3 separate regions of the Mus musculus genome follow, and regions 1 and 3 are each linked to region 2. Evidence: chromatin contacts called from public HiChIP or PLAC-seq data. All regions are on one chromosome and are shown on one strand. The core of a region is the stretch at or near the end of the contact, and the rest is flanking DNA. Distances in the headings are between cores, read along the strand shown. Region 1 overlaps Pacrg (PARK2 co-regulated). Region 2 overlaps 4930452A19Rik (RIKEN cDNA 4930452A19 gene). Region 3 overlaps Pacrg (PARK2 co-regulated).

What was found. HiChIP or PLAC-seq counts read pairs in DNA pulled down with a chosen protein or histone mark.
Region 1: an H3K4me3 HiChIP or PLAC-seq map of bone marrow-derived macrophages shows a contact between it and region 2, with 4 times the contacts expected there. The contact joins two enhancer-like sites. A contact is called at or near these places in 2 of 115 datasets of contacts at active chromatin or transcription factors (bone marrow-derived macrophages and embryonic stem cells) and 1 of 9 other capture datasets (embryonic stem cells).
Region 3: an H3K4me3 HiChIP or PLAC-seq map of bone marrow-derived macrophages shows a contact between it and region 2, with 4 times the contacts expected there. The contact joins two enhancer-like sites. A contact is called at or near these places in 1 of 15 datasets of contacts at CTCF or cohesin (the NIH/3T3 cell line) and 2 of 115 datasets of contacts at active chromatin or transcription factors (bone marrow-derived macrophages and embryonic basal ganglia).

Annotation. Positions count from the first base shown.
Region 1 is chr17:10,557,328-10,560,765 of GRCm38.p6, forward strand. The region is part of intron 4 of Pacrg (PARK2 co-regulated); the gene reads right to left. Gm16168 (a long non-coding RNA gene) reads left to right here. Exons shown (of 3, transcript XR_003952273.1): 3 at 1-3,438. Among named protein-coding and RNA genes, the nearest start is that of Gm52294, 7.1 kb to the left of the region's middle. Within about 2 kb of position 1,959, at least 9 of the 459 cell types and tissues checked have an H3K27ac peak or open chromatin away from gene starts, as enhancers often do. A contact at or near this core is called in bone marrow-derived macrophages, where this site is marked.
Region 2 is chr17:9,763,463-9,766,705 of GRCm38.p6, forward strand. The region is part of intron 3 of 4930452A19Rik (RIKEN cDNA 4930452A19 gene); the gene reads right to left. Among named protein-coding and RNA genes, the nearest start is that of 4930452A19Rik, 11 kb to the right of the region's middle. Within about 2 kb of position 1,804, at least 154 of the 459 cell types and tissues checked have an H3K27ac peak or open chromatin away from gene starts, as enhancers often do. A contact at or near this core is called in bone marrow-derived macrophages, where this site is marked.
Region 3 is chr17:10,532,795-10,535,953 of GRCm38.p6, forward strand. All of the region lies in intron 4 of Pacrg (PARK2 co-regulated), which reads right to left. The region is part of intron 2 of Gm16168 (a long non-coding RNA gene); the gene reads left to right. Gm52294 (a long non-coding RNA gene) reads right to left here. Exons shown (of 2, transcript XR_003952283.1): 1 at 765-3,159. Among named protein-coding and RNA genes, the nearest start is that of Gm52294, 18 kb to the right of the region's middle. Within about 2 kb of position 1,592, at least 22 of the 459 cell types and tissues checked have an H3K27ac peak or open chromatin away from gene starts, as enhancers often do. A contact at or near this core is called in bone marrow-derived macrophages, where this site is marked.

The DNA of each region.
Region 1 (3,438 bases), core at 709-3,208, 790 kb after region 2:
CAGAAAGCCACAGAATATTATACAATTATTTTGTTCTGCAAGTTCTTAGAGGAGCCGGAGGTTTTCCCCTCTAAGACTGGGACTGGGACAGCAATTCTGATTTCTGCTGCTGTGGGGAAAAAAAGGAATTGACTGTCCCAGATGAGGTGGATTAGCAAGCATCAGAAATGGAGAAGGTGTGTGTGCGCATGCTTGGGCATGTGTGCTATGTGTGTGTGTGTGCTGTGTGTGTGGTGTGTGTGTGTGTGTGTGTGTGTGTGTGTGTGTGTAAATAAAGTTGTAAATGAAAAAGTATTGAGACAGGAACGTGATTGAATTTTGAGGTGCAAGGGGAAGAGAATATTGAAAGATTACTCCATTGCATTCTTTTTTAAAAGTTGGCTGGTAAAGCACTCTTACAAATAATCCAAGATTTTCTTTGGCGTTATGAGACATGACACTGAATCCAGTCAGTTGGGCTATTCCCTGTCCAATAAAATGATACTCAGAAAAAGGATAGGAAATAATCAAGATGTCAGCAAGCCCAGGGATGTGTTGACAGTGCTCTGTTAAGGTGATATTTTGCTTTCAGGCCAGAGCAGTGATCTAACATTCTATCCTGTAGAGACAGCAGACCTACATTTACTTAATTTGTATGGACAGCTTTGGCCTCAGACAGTGTCACTTGTACTGAACCAAAATTCAGAAAATAGAAAGCTACCAACAACTATTAATATTTACACATTTTGAGATGAGCACAATTCCTATATATTCCAGGATATAATGATAACAGCTAGAGGTAACAAGGAGTTGGATCAGTGGGCAAAGTGCCAGCCATACAAACATGCAAACCCACACTCATGTTTGCATCTATAACCCCTGTGGTGTGTGTGTGTGTGTGTGTGTGTGTGTGTGTGTACACTCTATATGTGACTCCTTGAGCTCACGGGACAGCCAGCCAAGCCAATAAGTGAGTATCAAGTTCAGTAAGAAATCTTGAGTGAAGGATAAGATCTCTTTATGGGAATGTACAGGAAATTAAACTGGGGTTGAGCTGGAAGCTTCTGCCCCGCGCTTTGGCTTTCACAGTGGTGAAAGGGGATATGCAGGCTATTGGAGAGGGGAAAGCTGGCTTTACTCAGCTGTGAACTCTGCCAACTATAACACCAACCTGCTAGGTAAGGTGTGCCCATGTGTACCATAGTGGCATAATGCTTATGGAGGTAACCAACTACTCTGCTTCAACCTAAGGAGGACTCCACAAGAGGAAACTCACATCTGGCACTATAAACCCAACCCCAAACCCTTAGGCCCGAGACAGAAACTCAGCACTGTTGTTTAGGGACAACACTGTCTTTCAAATAGTTATGATTATCCCCAGAGGCAGATGCTATTCTAAGCCCCGAGCAGAGAGGTTTCTTTTTGCTATGAGCTGCTGTAGATGCAGATTCCTGGCTGACCTGGGTGCTGAGAGTCAGTGCTGTCTCAATGCTGAGCCCTAACAGGCCATCTGTATCATCCTTCTGAGGCTTGGGGACATTTAAAAAGAGGAAGGAAAGAGACTGTGAGAGCCAGAAAATAACAAGGGCTGTGAAATGCTACCCTGCGAGCATGACACTGATATTGCAAACGTGGTTACAGCGTAACTGCAGGGGCTTGCACTTCGCTTCCACAAGACGGAGTCAGCCTGAAACGTTCCCTGTGATGTAATGAGTTCAGACAGAACTCCGTTTTTTTTTTTTTTTTTCCAGCAATTAATCTTTCCAAAACCTAAAAAAAGTAAACCTATACTTGTGCTATTGTTTGCTGTTTTGTTTTGTTTTTAATTTCCAAAAGTTACAATTCATTCCCATCTTCCAGTGGGCAGACTTTGTAAACTCTCTCCAAAGTGGGTTTCTTGCAGTTCTCCTGAATCGTCCCTAGTTAAGTCTTGCTGATGGTGAGCACTTCCATTTAGAAACACAGTCAGCAAAACTGTGTTTACACAAAGGACAGACTGCTGCACAGGGACAGCTCTGGTCTTGAGAACCTTACAGGAAGATGCCCACATCATGATGTGCAAGGGCATTTGGGATCAGATTTATTAACTCGACAAAACTCTAGGCATGCTCTATTAACTGTGTTGCATATACTATGTATTCAGAGGAGATCCTGTCTAAAGCACTGAAAAAATCCACACTACTGCCTAAATGCTGAATCTGAGCCTCGTTTCCACCTAAGCTCAATGCCACACATGTGTATTAAAAGCTAGGTCGTACTTAATGATACTGAATGCTAATTCTTTTTCTTTTCTTATGTAGGTGTGTGTATGATGCATGCACATTGTTGGGAACATACATGTCCATGTACGCACATGGAGGAGTCAGAAGAGGCCACCAAGGTTGCTGCTCCATCACTCTCTGTCATGTTACCTCCAGATGGAGTCTGTCACTGAAACTGGAGCTAAGCTGGTGGCCAGCAAACTCCAGTAATCCTTCTATCTCTGTCCACCAGCAGTGTTGAGATGAAGGGCATGCACAAGGTCACACCCATCTTCTCTCTGTGTGTAAGGATCTAACTCAGGTCCACATGCTTGTTCATGTAACCACTGAGTCTTTCCCCTACCCCCTCAGACAGCCATCACCCTGCTTCCTGCTTTTTTTTCCCTGATCATTGTGAGCAACTAACTAATCTCTGCCAATTAGTTCATGTCTTGTCTCTCCCTGCTTAAGCCTTGTCGACTCTTCTCTCTAAAGTGCTTTTTCTTGTAATTGCTCTGAATCATCTCAAACTTATAAAAAGAATAACAAGGATTAAACAACAGCAACTGTGGGAAAGCTACAAGTCCAGCAGCACTGTCAGTTGGACATGCTGGTTTAAACACTGGAAGAAGGAAATCGGTTTATCCGAACAATTGTCTAATACACGGTAATGAGACACCTAATTAGGTGCAGTGAAGAGGCTGGGTATTCATGAGATGGGAAAACCATGGAAGTTATCACTGTTTATTTCTCTCTCCATTTGAATAATGCCATCAGGGCCCTTTTATGAACTGATTGTCAATGTGCAAATTACTTAATCTCCCTGCATTCATTTGCTCATCTGTTAAATTGGATGAAGAATACTTTCTCTCTCCTGGGTTTAAGGATTAAATGAGATGATTCATGAAAAGAGTTAACCTCAGAATCTAGTGTAGAAAAAACACAAATGAATGTCTGTCACTGTTAACAACAACCACAACCACAACAGCAACAGCAACAACAGCAACAACAAAACCAATAGAGACAAATTAGCAAACCAATAATCTCCTTATGAATTTAAAACAGAGGACTATCTACCCTGTATGTGTGGTTGGTAGAATGATTCCTTTGGGTTTACATCATTAGAAAACAAAGAAGAAATAATCAACTCAAAAATAATTTGTATGCAGTGTTAGTTTTAACTGTCAGCTTGACACAGACTAGCATAACCTGAGTCTTT
Region 2 (3,243 bases), core at 554-3,053:
TTTTAAGGGCATTTTCTAGAACATCCAAAGCAACTGTGTCTATATGACCTATATGGTAATGCAAAGAAACTCACTTGGGGAGGAGGCCCAGGACCATGGCTGGGGAAGAGGAGAAAGAAAGAAAGAAAGAAAGAGAGAGAGAGAGAGAGAGAGAGAGAGAGAGAGAGAGAGAGAGAGAGAGAGAGAGAGAGAGAGAAAGAAAAAAAAACCAGCGACACTTTTGAAATTGGAAAAGGTCTATTTTCATTACTCCCGACATATTTCCTGACAGCTCATCAGGTTATTGCCAACCAGAGGAGTTTCTAAGCCAAGAGAGGAAAACAGAAAGGAGAGGGAGAGCAAAATTTTGCCCCCCCCCCCCCGCCCCAAAGTAGCATTAGTAAGGGAAGCCGCCTGTTTCTCTTCTTTCGGTGTTTGTTTATTTGTTTGTTTGTTTGGGGTTTGGGGTTTTGGGCTTTTTCTATTTCAATTTTCAGAAAGAAACGGAGGTGGGGAGAAAGCATCAGAAAGCGATCAACCGCGTCTTTTTCTTCCTCTCGGGCTAATTTTGAAACAAGAGAGGCGAAAAGGTCAGCCACATGGGAAAGAGAAGGGATTTTTGCATTGTTCATGGGGGAAAATTCAACATTGTTTGATTCGCCCCTTAAACATTTGCTGAATGTCCCCTGCCCCGACACACTGTGGTGTTCCCAACCTTGTACGAGAGAGAAAACTCACTCGGAGCTCTAAAGGGCCAGGAAGACTGACGCAGACAGGCAAACACACAGGTGGGGAGGAGCTGGTGCAGGGGAATGACAGGAAAGGGCTGCTAAGTGACAGGACAGTCAAACTCTCCAGAGCCTCCCAGATGACCACCTGCAGAATCCATGCTCCCAGAGGAGGGCAGAACAAGCCCTAAGACCCTAGGCCAGAAAAGGGCCATTCGTACTATAGAACGCATTATGGTGGATTTGAGACCAGGAAGAGCATAGGGATGAGGCTACGAAAGCTGCCAGACCTAGAATTTTATCCAAGGTCCATGGGGGAGTTAGTGGAGGTCTTTATCTGTCGATTTAACAATTGTTGTTAAAGAGACTCAAACTCTGGGGGGGTGGGGGGGAAGAGAGAGGGAGGGAGGGAGGGAGGAGGAGGAGGAGGAGGAGGAGGAGGAGGAGGAGGAGGAGGAGGAGGAGGGAGCATTGCCCACATTTATTTCACCCAAACTCCACCCACCTCCTAATCAACGCCTTCTCAATTTTATTTTATCATGTCTTGTTTTTGAGACACAGTCCGGCGTGTAGCGAGCTGGCGTCAAACCTGTTATGTAACTGAGGAGCTCTTTGAACTGCTCTCTCTCCCTACAGCCTTAACCCACCCCCCACACCCCAACCCAATACAGGAATTCAAGCTCCGGGATTGGCCCGGAGCTTCCTCTCCACCGTGGGAGCTGCCTGCCAGCTAAGCGCCCCTCCCCACAATTGTCCTGCAAACTCTTAATTCTGCTTCTTTCCCACATAAATAATTCAGTGTGTATCACACCGGAACACTGAGTAGTTCCTTAAACGCCGCACTCTAGAGATCAAACAGCGTGCCTGTGTGTAAGAGGAGACTGTGCACGTAATTTTCATTTTACTTCGCTCAGATCAGAATACAAGGACGGCTTCATGTCCTGCGTCTGGTTGATAGTCACTTTATTCCCTCTTAATCTGTAGGCGCCTTTTCATTGGAGGGTTTAAAGTAAGGGGATTTCGTACTTCTTGCGTGTTAAAATCTCTGCTTAAGCCCTGTGTAGTGAGAAGCTGTCCTGAGAGCTCGCTCTGTAGAGGAAGTGGCAAGCTGAGGGAATCTGTGATGGCGACCCAGCAGCTTGTGGGAGCAGTCCACACTCAGGCGACCCCAGAGGAGGAGAAAAGAATTCAGAAGAGTATAAGGGACTGTATACTGACAGTCCCGGTTTTTTTCTTGGTAGAATTTAGCGGGCTGAATTTTCAGATTACAAATGTATATATATATACCCGCATAAATGAATCAAATTGCCAGTGGACCCACGGGTGGAAACATAGATGTATTAAAAAGCAAATTAGGTCTGTAACACGCTTAGACAAAAGTAGGATAATACAGCAAAAGGGAGTCTCAAACTCACACAATAACATCCTCTGTTTAGAATACCCCACACGCCCTAAAGTAAGATTGTTTCTAGTTACCCAAAATTGATTTCCTTTCAGAATTGATCTTTTTCCTTGAAATTCTCACTGATAATTTAAAGTGACAGCATGGCCTGGTAGAATTAACTATTCTTCCCAGAGAGACAATAAAATATCTGACTTTAAATTTAAATTCTATTAAGAAGACCCAGGCACTGCAGGTTACTTGAGCCAAGCCTGTAGATTATTTCTGGGTCCTGGACTCTTAAGGGCCAGCTGACCTATAGCCAAGCCCCATCCTACAGGCACGCCCCGCCCCACGGCCAACCCATCCCTTGTCTCTCCACTCTTGATGGCTTTGGCCAGATCTCCCTCTCCTGCCCTCCATTTATCTGCAGCATGTTTTCCAGTATTCTTGCAGAGTTAGGAGTGAGATTCTGAACACTCTCATAAACTTTGTTCTATGTTCTTGTACCCATGGGCAGCTTTCTGTACGCTCATTGCCCATTTGAATTGAGCTTTCAGAGCATCTAGAAGTGTCACTTATGAAGGCAGCCAGTATGCTCAGAGGCCCCTTGGGCCTCTCAGATCCTCTATGAGCCTCCGGTCAGTTTCTTAGGTCTGACTGCCACTTAGAGCTTTAAAAATGGAAGAGCTAAAAAAAGGAGGGAAAGAAGGTAAGCAAGAGAAATCCATCATGGGGACAGCAAGTTCCTTTCATTAATATTATTTAGCATTAAATGTCAACCAGCTCTGAAGCACCACAGGTGCAAATGAACAAATGGTCCCCCAGGTAGTTATTTCTACTCCTCGGGTCCATGCTGTCCCTCTCCCCAACAATGACATCAGGATTCGGGTTGCACACCAGTGGTCCCTGCTCCTTGTAATTTTGAGAGCATGTGCATAGCTAAAAATAAGAGTAATGCCTGCTGTTCCTGTCCTAAGCATGATGCTCACTGACAGCAAGTTCCCTGACTGAAGCAATGCTGTGTAGGACCATCTATCTCTCTCCAGTGATATGATTCCCATTTCCTCGGGTTTTGGCATGGAACCAATATCATTACTACAGGTGTGAGATAGACAGGGTACCAGCTACTGCTCCCAATTCTATGCTGTCGGC
Region 3 (3,159 bases), core at 342-2,841, 770 kb after region 2:
TTCTCTTCCCTAAAGCAATGGAGGCATGCGGCCTGTGTAGCTGCACAGAGCTGAACACAAAGAAGCTCCTGGCTTAGGCTGATGCTTGCTGTGATCATCCTGAACCTGAATGATTCCGTCTGTGATTGAAACGCTGCGACCGTGTATCATGCACGTGTGCAGAGGAGACAGGTGCAGAGCCATGCTCCTCCTCCCTGCCTAGTGTCACAGACACTCATGGCACCTCATGGAGACAGGATTCTGGGGACCAGTCTATGTGCCAGTCAGGGATAGCGTGGTGTGATTACTTATAACTGGGTGAAAGGATTTGGCAGACCTCAGAGACTGAGATTTCTTGTTGAATTGAACTTGTATTGAGTGAAGAGGAGAGGTGGTGGCGTTCTAAGAAACCCATGTGACCAGTGACCCTCTCTTTTCCTTCCTTACTCCTGTGGCATCACTATAATCACCAGCAGCTGAAGCTGGGATGATGTCCCAGCAGCAGAGGGAAGGAGGGAGCCTGGCATCATATTTTCAAAGAGTAGTGAATATTTGTAGGACAGCTATGAAATGTAAAGTATCCATTCCAGTCATTCCATCTATGAATGCTCTTATATTATCAGATGTTCTTATATTTGCATTTAAGATTGGGATTGCATATTTTAAAGAACAAATGGAAGCATGCAGGCTAGCAGTTTAAAATGTACCCTTCTTTGAATACAGCTAACTAGTAGATTGCAGAAGCACGAGGGACTGAAGGGGAGGGAGGGAGGGACAGTACTTACATCTTGCTTAGCAGAACATTTTTCCTGCTTTGAAGCCACATGTTCCTCATTTGTGTTTTGCGCTGGCTTGCATGCACAGCGTACAGGTAAGACGAGTCTGAGCCTGTGGATAGGGTCGCAGGAGGGTGGCATTTGCCGCTGGAGGGAAGCAAGAATGCAAAGCCAGAGAAACAGGTTTCTCCCTCAAGCCATTTTAAGTGAAGTGGTGAAGTGCTGACAGATTCTGTTTACAAACAAGTAGCCTCATGTCTTCCGATGAACATGAGGTGATCTTGTTATAGAGATTGCTATCTACTGATCAAGACCCATTCCTTCTAAGCAGAACTTCAAGCTTATCCTTAGCTACATAGCAAGTTCAAGACCAGCTTTGGACCACGAGTCTGTTCCAAAACCCACCATTCTCTCTTAGAACTGGAATGTTTAGTGGACTACATTACTGTCAAGATGCCTGAGCAGTGAGCTCTGGTCCTGTAACTGAATTTGAGACTGACATGTGCCTCTTCCTAATCTCTCACATCACCCATCCACACCAGGTCGGGGATCCTGGGTCCCACTTTGTTTCTCCTCTTTTCTTCTTCAGAGATCTCAAGCAGCATCATTTAAAATTACATCTTCCTAGTGCATAGCATTTGAAGCTGACGTCATTGTAACTCCACTTGGAAGTGAGATAAAGCTTTTGTCCCCTCTTCCAGGAACCCATTCCGTGCAAGCAAGAGCTCGTTTGGTGTTTTTATTCTAGACTCACTAAATGCCATTATAGAGGCTCCGGAGGGGTCCCTCAGCTGAGTCTTGCTCCTGCCAAGAGGATGCTGGCTGATGTCAGAGTCATGTGGTACGGCTGGAGGCTTTGGGGTGGGCTTCCTCAGGCTTCTTCCTAGTTCTACTGCTGAGCTCTGGCTTACAGCCTTCATGGCCTCAATTCTGCTCTCTAAGCAGGGCTGCCGTCAGCTTCACCGGGTTGTGACAGGGCCCTGTTAGCCTCAGGGTGCACGGAAACCGCTGAAAGATTCTCAGAGAAGTAATTCAGCAAGAACAGCATTGTGGTGGTTTTATTTTAAGTAGGAGCTGGGTATCAAAGGGGAAATTCGTTCCCATCCACTTTGTGACTAATGGCTCTTGCTATTCAGATTCGTCATTTTTTTTTTCCTTGCAAGAGATCATTTTGTTGCACCAGGACTAGAATGCTTGTTCTAGTGCTTGAATAGGTAATTGATTAAATTTATTGATGAGCATAATCAAAGGAATGCTATTAAAATAGCCATTTTGGTAAAATATGCATTTATTAGATTTCTAGTAAGCAGCATATATAAAACCAGCCATACATGTGAAAATAAATTAAGTATTTTTCACCTTAAATAAAATAAATCTTATTTTCAAATCTACAGAGATTAAACTTCATTAGCATATTAAACATTAATATACAACAGACTATTATAATGTAATATATTATTTATGTTCAGCTAGACAAATCAAATCATGTCCTTCAGAAATAATGCTCTGTGCAGTATCAGCTGCACATTAAGGGCGAGACAGTAAGCTGGGTCTGAGAGCTGGCCTTTTTATCTGTCTCTGGGGTGTTTAAAGATAAAACCAGTGCAATTCATTAAATAAAAAAATTAAATGAAATAACCAAAAAGTGTTCGGAGAAGGTAGCTAGTGTGCTAAGGTAGGCATGAGAGGGGTTCCAGGAAATAAGAATTTCATATTACACTTGTGTGAACTGTGTTGTTTGTAGCCCAGGTTGGCTTGGAATGTAGTATATAGCCCAGGATGTCCTCCAACTTGCCGCCGTCCTCCCACCTTAGCCTTCAGAGTGCTGGGATTGGATTACAGGTGTGAGCTACGATGCCTGTTTTACACTGGTATATTTTCTCACATATAACAACTGCACACCAGCTTTTCTCTACTGATCTGCACAATGCTTCCATGGGGTTAGGAAGGTCATCATAGCTCATTTCATAAATGAGGACACTTTGCGTTGGATAGCTACTGAGTATGTTTCCTCAGGCTGCGGTGCAGAAGACATAAGCTTGGCAGCCGTAAACAACACAAAGTCATTTTCTCATAGTCTAAAATCAAATTAGTTGAGCCATGTTCCTTCTGAAGGCACTTGGGGAATCTGTTTTACGTTGCATTAGTCAGAATTTCACTGCTGTGGCAAATGTTGGAGAAAATACTGACAGGAGGAAGGGTTTACTTTGCGCATGGTTCATCTGTCAAGGAGGAGAGGGCATGGAGAGCAGAGAAGCAGAGAGAAGAGAGAAGAGAGAGAGAGAGAGAGAGAAAGAGAGAGAGAGAGGGGGGGAAGAGAGGGAGAGAGAGAGACAGAGAGAGCCTGTGCTAGCTCGCTGGCTTCTACCTTTCCTTTCAATTCCGTCTGGGTCCCCAGCCCACA